Regions from separate parts of the Sus scrofa genome. Here region 1 is linked to region 2. The links are chromatin contacts, called in public HiChIP or PLAC-seq maps. All regions are on one chromosome and are shown on one strand. Each heading gives the region's core, a stretch centred on a gene start, on an enhancer-like site or on the middle of the called end of the contact. The rest is flanking DNA. Distances are from core to core; before and after follow the strand shown.

Region 1 (4,879 bases), core at 1,416-3,915, 96 kb after region 2:
CCAGCAGCGGTAGCTCCAACTCAGCCCCCAGCCTGGGAACTTCCATATGCCACAGGGTTTGGCTGTAAAAAGAAAAATAAATTTTAAAAGTTATTTAATTAAAAAAAAAGTTTTAAGGTACACTTACAAATAAATACAAGCTCAACAACCTATGATATCAACCTATGATAGAATAATGAAGTGTGGTTATATTCATACAAAGGAACACTATACTGCAGGAAAAAAAATCACTAATATGTAATATGGCAAGTCTCATAATGTTGAGTGTAAGAGGCCAGATAGAACATACTGTACCTATGAAGTTCAAGAACAGACAAAACTAATCTGTAATGTTAAGTCAAAAAAGCTATTTTTTTTGTCTTTTTAGGGCCACACATGCAGCACACAGAAGCTTCCAGGCTAGGGGTCAAATGGGAGCTATAGATGCCAGCCTACACCAGTCACAGCAACTCAGCAGTGTCCACAACCCATACCACAGCTCACCGCTGAGCCATGACAGAAACTCCACAGGAGAGCTACCTTTGATAGGAGTGTGACTAAAATGGAGTTTCTAAGTTCCCTAGACCTGTTTTGTTTCCCTTTGTGAAAATTCACTCAACTTTACCATGTGCGCATTTTGTAATATGTCATATAAAAGGGACTCCTTTAATGTGTCAATAAAATGTACTCCTTAACCACACTACACTACACACTGTTTTCCTCATCTTGTCGTCGTCCCGCCCCCACTTTTTAGGGCTGCAGTGTGTCATATGGAAGCTCCTGGGGTAGGGGTCGAATTGGAGCCACAGCTGCAGGGCTACACCACAGCTCACACTGGATCCTTAACCCACTGAGCAAGACCAGGGATCAAACCCGCATCCTCGTAGATACTAGGCGGATTCTTAACCCGCTGAGCCATGATGGGAACTCCGTATACTTTCATCTTTTATAACAGAAACAAAAACCTTTTAAGAACTAGTTAGCTAATAAAGATAAGGACTGACTTAACAGTTATACAATCATGGATAACTTTTAGCAGCTTTGTTGAAATGGCATGAGGGGACAGAAACCCAATTGAAGCTTTTTCCTGATGACAAAACTGTAGCCCAATACTCAATACTTTGGCCATGAAAGTAATATCAAAACCAATTTTGAATTGAGGTTTATTTCTCATTCTATTTCACCTCTCTACTGCTTTAGAAGTTATACATACATGTTTTTATTCTTTTAATGCTAATATTGGAATTATAACGTGCATCAAGAGAGTCTAAACCCAATTTTCTTTACCCTCCCCCTCAAACATCTTAAAAGCTTTACCTCTTTATTGCCTCAGGAACTTACTTAACTGAGGAATGCTGCCTTTATTGTTCTCTTCAACTAGGTTTTCATGCAATTTCCTCTCAAGTAAGCTTTGGGGAGGGGGGATAAATAATGAGGGAATAAACAAAATACTGGGGTTTACTCCAGACTCTGCCACATAATAATGTGGATTCTTTTTCTTCGAATGAAACAGCCAGTTTTCTTTCACTGTTCGAAAAATACCTGTGTCTGAGTGTCACTGCGCTGCTTTCGCAGCACTCACGTCTTCTATCACCCCTCCAGTCCTTCCATTATACTTCGCCCATTCTCCTAGCAACCCGACACCGCTGCAAGCGAGGAGACCTCCACGCAGAGCTACGAGGTGCTTCGCTCCCCGATAAGGTCCCCCAGCAGCAGCCAAGCCCCTCGCCAGAACTCCCAACTCCCAAAGAGCCACAGAAAAGAAACAGTAACCAAGAACACGGCCACCTAAGGAGAAGAGGACAGAGCGACCCGGGAGACCGCGGGAACAGGCGTCCACGCGCCCCGCCGCGGAAGTCCGAGGGGCAGGGCGAGCCGCACGGCCCCAAACAATGGAGTTTTCCCGCCTCCTCCGGGGCCCGCCCCCCGCTCCGGGGCGGGCGGAGGGCGGCGAGCTCGCGAGCGCACGACCCCGCCCCCGGGAGGCCCCGCCCCCTCCGACCCACCGGCCCGGCCTCCCTCCTCGTGCAGGGTTTTTTTTTTTTCCCTTTTTTTTTTTGGCGCCAAATCTCCGTGGGTTGTTTTCCTGAGTTGTTTGAGGATCCTATCGGAGGCCCCGGAGTGGGGGGACACCAGGGCGTGAGGGCCCACTGCCACGCCGGGGCCCCGCCGAGAGCCCCGGGCCGGGGAAGGAAGGAGAGGGGCAGGCGATGGAAACTGCCGCCGCTGCCCCCGGCAAGATGGCGGCCGCAAAATGCGGGGCAGGGGGCGCCAGGCGACCGGTGTTCCTGCTGCGGAGCACGGTCCTCTGCAAGAGGTGGGCTGCTCCCGTGTCAGGGCCTCCCGGTGATAGCGACCGTGCCTCACGGGGAGGCACGTCCTCCCACCCTCCGGTCTGTCCCTCCCGCGGAGCCTCCGTCCACCACCCCCTCTCCGCGGACTGGCCAGTGCCTCAAGCTCTCTACCGTCCAGCTTACTTGTCGGCGGAAACCAGCTCCGTGGTGATGGCGGCAGTAGCGGTGGACTCTGCGGCCATCGTTACCCTGAGACGGTGGACCAGCGGACGGAACAGAGCCTGTGAGAAAAACAGGGAATTAGGAAAGCCTAGGACTTAACCGGGGACAGAAAATGGCAGATTGGAGACCCCGCGCGGCTGGGTCCTCTTATATACCGGGGCCTTCGCTCCGCCCATCCACTTCCGGACCCTCCCCCTCGAGTTTAAAGGGCCAGGACTCAGCCCCAATCCAGCCCAAGGACATACCCCGCCCTCACTGGTTCTGCAGTGTACCTTTCGTCCCTGTCCCGCCTTCCTCGAAAAAAGCTACTTCCTGCTTCTCTAGCAAGTCGCGTATAAAAAAGAACGAGAATCTTGGTACTATAGCTCCTGACTGGACCTCGGCCAGAGGCTTCCAGAGGAGGGGAAGCTGGTGCTGCTCTGCATATTTAGAGCGAGTCGTCGAGAGTCTCTTTCTAGCCTGGATTTTCAGGGAGGTAACTGAGACTTTCGGCCCGCCCTCTCAGTCGTAACGGATGGACACGCAGGAGCAGAGCACGGATACAGCAGCAACGGCTAGAACTGATCGGGTGAAGAGACGCGTGGTTCAGAGCCTCAGCAACAGCTGACGCGAGAAGAAGCTGTCCTAGGATTGGCCACTGCTGAAACTACCGCGCTGGATTCAAAGCTCAGGGCTGAGGCAGGACGCGGCGGGCTCCTCCCTCTGAACCCGCCCCCTTGGGCTGGCCCAATCCGCTGATGCCATCCTCTTAGGCCCTACCCAGACTCCAAATCTAACTAGCTCTTTTTGTATGTTCCTAGCTGCAGTTTATCTTTTTTTTTTTTTTTTTTTTTGTCCCTTATGTGCGAGGGTGCTGTACTTGGACACTTTAAAGCTATCAGCTGTCTTCCTTAATCTTAACAGCAACGCTGCTAGTGACAACGGTGTTATCAGACCCCTTTGGTAATAATAGAAACCAAGGTTCGGAGAAGGTGTGACTTGCTCAGAAAGTTGCAAGACAAGTCGTTTATGGAAAGTAATGTGATTCGTTTCCTGCAACTGGCTGAATGGAAGATACCTGGCAGGCTGAATTGATTGTACTTCCTCACACCTGGAGCGTCATGCATTGCCTTCCACCATGGCCTTGCCTACAGCGATTAGAACAGGAATTTCATTTCCATCCAGGTTCAGACATACTGGGAAAGATGGCTAGGGAGGATTTGAATCCCAGTCTGCCAAGACTCAGGCAGTTTGAAATCTTTGGGGATATGGAGCTAGACCTGCAAATGGCAAATTCCTGTAGCAAGTAAACGTGGGCTCTGTTTTTAGCTGGGTTACCTGAGCCCAGTCATGTAACCTTAGAAGACTGCATAAAATGAGGACAATATTAGTATCCACTCTTTAAGAATACTGTGAGACTTAGAGATAATGCTTGCTTCAACAATCAGCACTATGCCTGTGTCATGCTAACCATTTACTAAATGGCTACCATAGTCTGGTGACACAGTACTGGAACACTGGGCTCTAGAGAAGGACACTCTCTCCAGAGTCCTTGCAGCCAGGGGTAAGGCCTGAGAAATCCAGTCCAAAACTTTGTGTGACCCACTCATTCATTAAAGTCACTGAACAATTGTGATTCACAAGGCTTTGGGGGTTTTTTTGGTTTTTTTGTTTGTTTTTTGTCCTCTTGCCTTTTCTGGGGCTGCTCCCGCAGCATATGGAGGTTCCCAGGCTAAGGGTTGAATCAGAGCTGTAGCTGCCAGCCTATACCATAGCCACAGCAACATGGGATCCGAGCCACGTCTGCGACCTACACCACAGCTCACGGGGCAACGCCAGATCCTTAACTCACCGAGCAAGGCCAGGGATTGAACCCACAATCTCATGGTTCCTAGTTGGATTCTTTAACCACTGAGCCATGGCTTTGTTCTAAGGACAAAAAACATGGTGTCTGCCATTGAGGAACTCAGTTTTATTTTAAAATATATATTTTAAAAAGGATTTTAGGAGTTTTAACTGTGGTCAGTGGTTTAAGATCCCAACTAGTATCCATCAAGATGCGGGCTTGATCCCTGACCTCCATCAGTTGGGTTAAGGATCTGGCATTGCTGCAAGCTGCTCCATAGGTCACAGATGTGACTCAGATCTGGCATGGCTGTGGCTGCGGTGTAGGCTGGCAGCTGCAGCTCTGATTGAGCCCCTAGCCCAGGTGCTTCCATATGCTGCAGGTGCGGCCCTAAAAAGACAAAAAGACAAACAAAAAAATGGATTTTAAATCTATCTACGTTCAGTTTTTACTACCGTCACTCAGATCCAAGCCTAGCCCTATCATCTCTTGCCATTATACTTATCAAAATCTAAAGTTGGAGTTCCCGTCGTGGCTCAGTGGTTAACGAATCCGACTA
Region 2 (5,131 bases), core at 1,991-4,490:
TTCTGTTAGCACATTGAACTTAAGGGTTGGAGTACAGAGTATTATTACTGCTGGCAAAGACTATTAAACAGCAAATAGTCATGCAAAAGAAACTACTGAACCAGTGATATGTTTCAGCCTACTACTTACCTTTTCCCATGAAAAAATTATCTGAAGGAGGAACAGGTAGACTAGGTCTTTCAGTTTCTGTCATTCTAAACTGCCTCTTCTATTTATAGATTGCAAAAGAAGCAGCACTAATTACTGTGGGAATGCTATTCTATGTAGAGAAAATTAGGCCTTAGACACTGTATACTTTTCACAGCTTCATGCCTTTCTGTCTATGCCTAGAATTCTAGATTACCACTTTTCTATCTAGGGAACTTGTCTTATCTTTCAAAATTCAGCTTGAAGCTTTCTCCAATCTGATTTAATACTCCCAATAAGTAAAAACACCATGCACACTTTCATCATAATTCTCACAGTGAATTAAAATCATGTGTTTACTTGTCTGTCTCAGTAGGTTCAAGGGCGAGGACCATAATTTTTTTCTTTGCCTTAAAAAATCCCCAATGCCTTTCATGGTACATGGCCAAAGCAATAACCCTGCTGATTCTGGGCTTTAGTGAGAAGATTCCATATTTCAACAGATAAACAGATCAAGAGTAACTCAAAAAAAAAAAAAAATGTTGGATGAAAGAAAAAATGGAATAGTTATTTAAGAATCTTGGTGATTACCCAAAATGCTAGGAATGATTCCATCTTTTTTCTTTTTCAGCTGGACCTGCAGCACGTGGAAGTTCCCAGGCCAGGGATCAAACTGGAGCCAGAGCTGCAACCTGTGCCACATCTGTAGCAATGCTGGATCCTTAACCCGCTGTGCTGGGCTAGGGATTGAACCAGTGCCTCCATGGAGACAAGCCAGATCATTAACCCATTGTGCCACAGCAGGAACTCCTCTTTTTTTCTTTTTGTATAGAATGTTCTTCCCTGAGCTACTTGCATGGCTCCTTCCCTCACTGCTGATCACCCTGCTTGTAAATGCAATCCTTAAGTCTACTGTTCTCTATTCCCCCTCCCTGCTCTAAAGTTCTCTATAGCATGTAACACTTGACACAGCAAACATTTCAACCAGAATATAAGAGGAAAGGATTTTTTTCTTCTTCACTGCTATTGCCTAGCCAAGCAATGCCTGGAAAGTAGTGCTCAAATATTTGCTGAATAAACTAACCTTTGAAGATGCTCGAGAAAACTTCTGGATGAAGCGAAGCATATTGGGCCTCATTGAGAGTCTTGCTTAGGAAGATGCCAGGCAGTTCTGATTAATGTATTTTTACAGCTAACTGGAGGGTCTTAATCAGAAGCATGCTGCTATGTACAAAATAAGATGTCATTTATTTTCTTCATTTTATACATAGTTTTTTAAAAGTAGTAATTCGGGAGGATTTCTTCCATATAACACAGTTTCCTTGGAAAACAATCACTAATGTTTTCAAAAAATCAGTTAACATATTAATAGATCCTTTTCTTCTCTGAACCATTTTTTTAAGCTTTTGATGTCTGGTATTACAACGTAATTAATGCATAGAGACAATAGATCTGGGTTTTACAAATGCCTCCCTCATTTCCCAGCTGTGTGACCTTGAGTAAATTGTTTCCTTGGAGTGCAGCTTTCTCATCTTTAACACTGGAAGTCATAGGAGTTCCCGTTGTGGCTCAGTGGTTAACAAATCCAACTAGGAACCATGAGGTTGCAGGTTCGATCCCTGGCCTCGCTCAGTGGGTTAAGGATCTGGCGTTGCTGTGAGCTGTGGTGTATGGGTCACAGACACAACTCAAATCCCGAGTTGCTGTGGTTCTGGCGTAGGTTGGTGGCTACAGCTCCAATTCGACCTCTAGCCTGGGACTTCCATACGGGTGCGGCCGAAGAAAAAAAGACAAAACACTGAAAGTCATATAGCTTCTCTGCTTTTTTTTTTTTTTTCCCTTAAGGTATGTTTTGGGGCTTTGTAGTTTACAGCTCAAAGTAATGATAGTAGCAATCAATACAATTTAGCAGGCACTGTAACTATGTGTTTTATATGCACTAACTCATTCAATACAATGACCTCATCAACTTGGTGCTGGAAACAGTATTGCCTGTTAAGTTAGAGTGCAGACTTGAGTCAAATAATCTGGTTTGGAATCCTGGCTCCAACATAGTATTAGCTATATCACTTTGGACAAATTATTTAAGCTGGCTATGGTGCAGTTCACTCATCTACAAGGCTTATAATAACTACATAGGGTCTTTGTATTTTTAAAAAAAAAAAAAAGTCAATACATGTAAAGAGCTGACAACTGTTCCTAACACAAAGTAGGCACTCAAAAAATATTAGCTATTATTCCCACCTTACACAATATAAGCAGCCCAGTAAGTGGCTGTGTGAAAATATGAATCTACATCTATCATGTTTACATGAGTTCCATTCTTAACCAGAAGAATGAGGTGTCTAAAAATCCAAACCCCACAGTTGCTGCTTGATTAAAAAACTTGGTGAACTAATTTCTTGACTACAGATCTTAGGGCTGGGTCAAGAAATTCTGTACACCAGCCAGTCAGTGTCTTCATTCTATGAATAAGGAAGCAAGCAGGACGTTTATCTCTGGCCTCTGAGCAGAGGTTAGATAACACACATCTACTCCTGACTCCCAGACACACGTATCCGCATGGCCCACACATTCACCTTTGTTCAAAATCACCCCATTAAAAAGCTTAATGCTCCCTCAACCTTTCGAACTTTCTATGCAAGGTGACATGTGCTTCCCATCTCAAGAGTATTGAAGCGAAAAAGTGACACCCTAAAAGCCTGAGGACGGCAACTGGTGAGGGGTTTAAAGGACAAAGCCCCAAGTGTTAATCTGCTCAATTTTGGTGAAAAAGCTCAAGGTTTCCACTGCCTCAAATATAAGAGTTGCAAAATGCAAGTCTCAGCGCCGACAGCAGAGAAAAGGGAAGGCGGGGTCTGGATGCAAAGATCCTCGGGAAACTGTGCCCAACTGTGCCTGCGGTTTCAGTTTTACTCTGAAGGCTTGGTGCCCCCCTTTCCCAACCTGCACTGGTCGCAGCAGCGCTGTTACTTACTTGCCAGCGTCGCGCGGGGAGGTGGAAAGCTGAGCTGCAAGATTGGCCAGGCTCTCTGGAAAAAGCACTTCCGGCAAGTGGGGGTTATTAGCCTCCCACTTCCTGGGAGCCGGAAAAAAATCAGTCCGGCTGGAGACCTAACCACCCCTAACTGGTTCCCAATTCCAGGCTTTCTGTCTTGGACTCTAACATCTTGATTCTAGTGAAAGCCGGCTTTGGAATTCTTAGGGCATCTGAACGGTCCTTGCCTTTCTATTCCAGGTTTCCCAGCCAGAAGAATCTGCTCCGCAGAGTTCGGGAAGGTGGAGTGAAACTACTGGAACCATCTCAGAGTGATGGTGGTGGAGCAAGGTAGGAGAGATTTGGAGTCTAGGCCAAGTATGACTTGGCCAAATTGCTTGCTATCTCTGGAATTCATTTTTTTACTTTGCGTAACAACAAAGTTTCTAGGATCAACGGGGCACATCTCCCTTCTCATTGGGGTCCTGAACTAATACTAGCTAAGAAAACAAACACCTGTTTCCACTTCATTTTCTTTGCTGCTAACTGAAAACTTAGTTAAGAAATAAAAAGCACCGGGGCAGGACTTTCACTTCCATGAAAGACGTGGTAAGAGTCTTGGGCTTGAGGGTGACCCGGAAGTTAGATTATTCCTCCTGTCGCTCTCCGCTTTAACTTTTGTTTGTGAGCTAGGTGACCTTGAGCAAGTCCCTTCCCTTCTCTGAGCTTCAATTTCAGTCTGTCATCGGGAGTTCCCGCTGTGGCACAGCTGGTTAATGACCCCACTTGTCTCTGTAGAGGTGCCAGTTGGATGCCCAGCCCACTGCAATGGGTTAAGGATCTCTCCTTGCTGCAGCTATGGCGTAAGTCGCAGCTCTGGCTCGGAATGAATCCCTGACCAGAGCACTTTCCTACGCCGCGAGTGCGGCTGGAAAAAAAAAAAAAAAAGGAAGCACCACTAGACGTATCTGTCTGAAGACAATGGGAGACCTGAACCGGCCCAGGATGGCCAGTTTCACATTCCTCCAGATTCTATGTAGTCTAGCTTCCTGGTTACCAGCTCTCTCAAGGTTTAGCTTCGCGTGCAGAACGGGCTCACAGCACATTCTTCCTGATGCTAACCCCTTCCAGCCGCTATCGGCTTTCACTTTTATTTCCTCCTCCGTCATGGCAGCGCCGCCCCTTCCCGTTACGCGACACCCAATGAAACTTTGGGTCAGAGAAACAGCTTCTCCGCCCTGGCACGGGAGCAGACTCAGACCCGAAATCCTCCCGGTGCTGGGACAGGGGCGTGACGCCAGCGGTCGGGCGGAACTAGCACTCCCAGTGGGCAACGCCTCGGGCCCAGCCGCGCAGGACTCCAGAGCCCGGCAGCGAGGCCCGCTGGGGGCTGGAGTCTTAGCGACGCGCGCGCACGTGGAAGGCAGGAGCCGAAAGTGGGAAGGGGTCGGCAAACACACACGCCTACCGGTGAGCACCTGTAGAGGTAGTTCGGAGAGGCGTGCTTCCCCAGAGGTGGGGTGTGCAGGACGAAGGGGCGTGTTGAAACGGGCACACCGTACACACCCACCCACTCGTTCGCACGCGCCCAGGCCCGAGTGTCGGGAGAGGCAATGGAAGGGGAGTATCAAACCCAGTTGATCTCCGCCTCTAAGGCGGCGCGCGGAAAAGCAGGGTTCTCCCCTGCAGAGGGGCGGGGGCGACCGGGCACGGCCGCAAGCCGCTGCGGAGGGAGGGCTGGGGGCGGGGCGAGGGACAACCGCTGTTCTCGCGGCCGCACGTTGGCGCTCGGAGCGCCGGCGGCGGTCGCCCGAGCAGCGCCCGTGCGCGTGCGCGCCTGTGGGCGGGGCAAGCGAGGGGGCGTGTCAGAGGCGGGGCCGGGCGGGGGGGCCGGGCTGGCCTTCGCTCCTCCCCCTGCGCCCGCTCTGCCCCTCCTGGGCCGTGTGGGCCGGGCAGCCATTTTGGGAAGAGCTTTGTTATGGTTGTGGGCTCTTCACCTCCGCGGGAGCAGGAAGCGGGGGACGCGCC

Evidence for each region. HiChIP or PLAC-seq counts read pairs in DNA pulled down with a chosen protein or histone mark.
Region 1: an H3K27ac HiChIP or PLAC-seq map of alveolar macrophages shows a contact between it and region 2. The contact joins the promoter of NASP here to the promoter of TMEM69 in region 2. A contact is called at or near these places in 9 of 47 Hi-C or Micro-C datasets (alveolar macrophages, embryonic fibroblasts, fetal heart ventricle and 4 more) and 2 of 2 datasets of contacts at active chromatin or transcription factors (alveolar macrophages and skeletal muscle).

The regions. Positions count from the first base shown.
Region 1 is chr6:165,802,313-165,807,191 of Sscrofa11.1, forward strand. NASP (nuclear autoantigenic sperm protein) reads right to left here and starts at 2,666. Exons shown (of 14, transcript XM_021096741.1): 1 at 2,457-2,666. The coding sequence starts at 2,515.
Region 2 is chr6:165,705,743-165,710,873 of Sscrofa11.1, forward strand. TMEM69 (transmembrane protein 69) reads right to left here and starts at 3,241. Exons shown (of 3, transcript XM_021096737.1): 1 at 3,104-3,241; 2 at 1,211-1,350. The coding sequence starts at 1,264. GPBP1L1 (vasculin-like protein 1) reads left to right here and starts at 3,222. Exons shown (of 12, transcript XM_021096736.1): 1 at 3,222-3,454.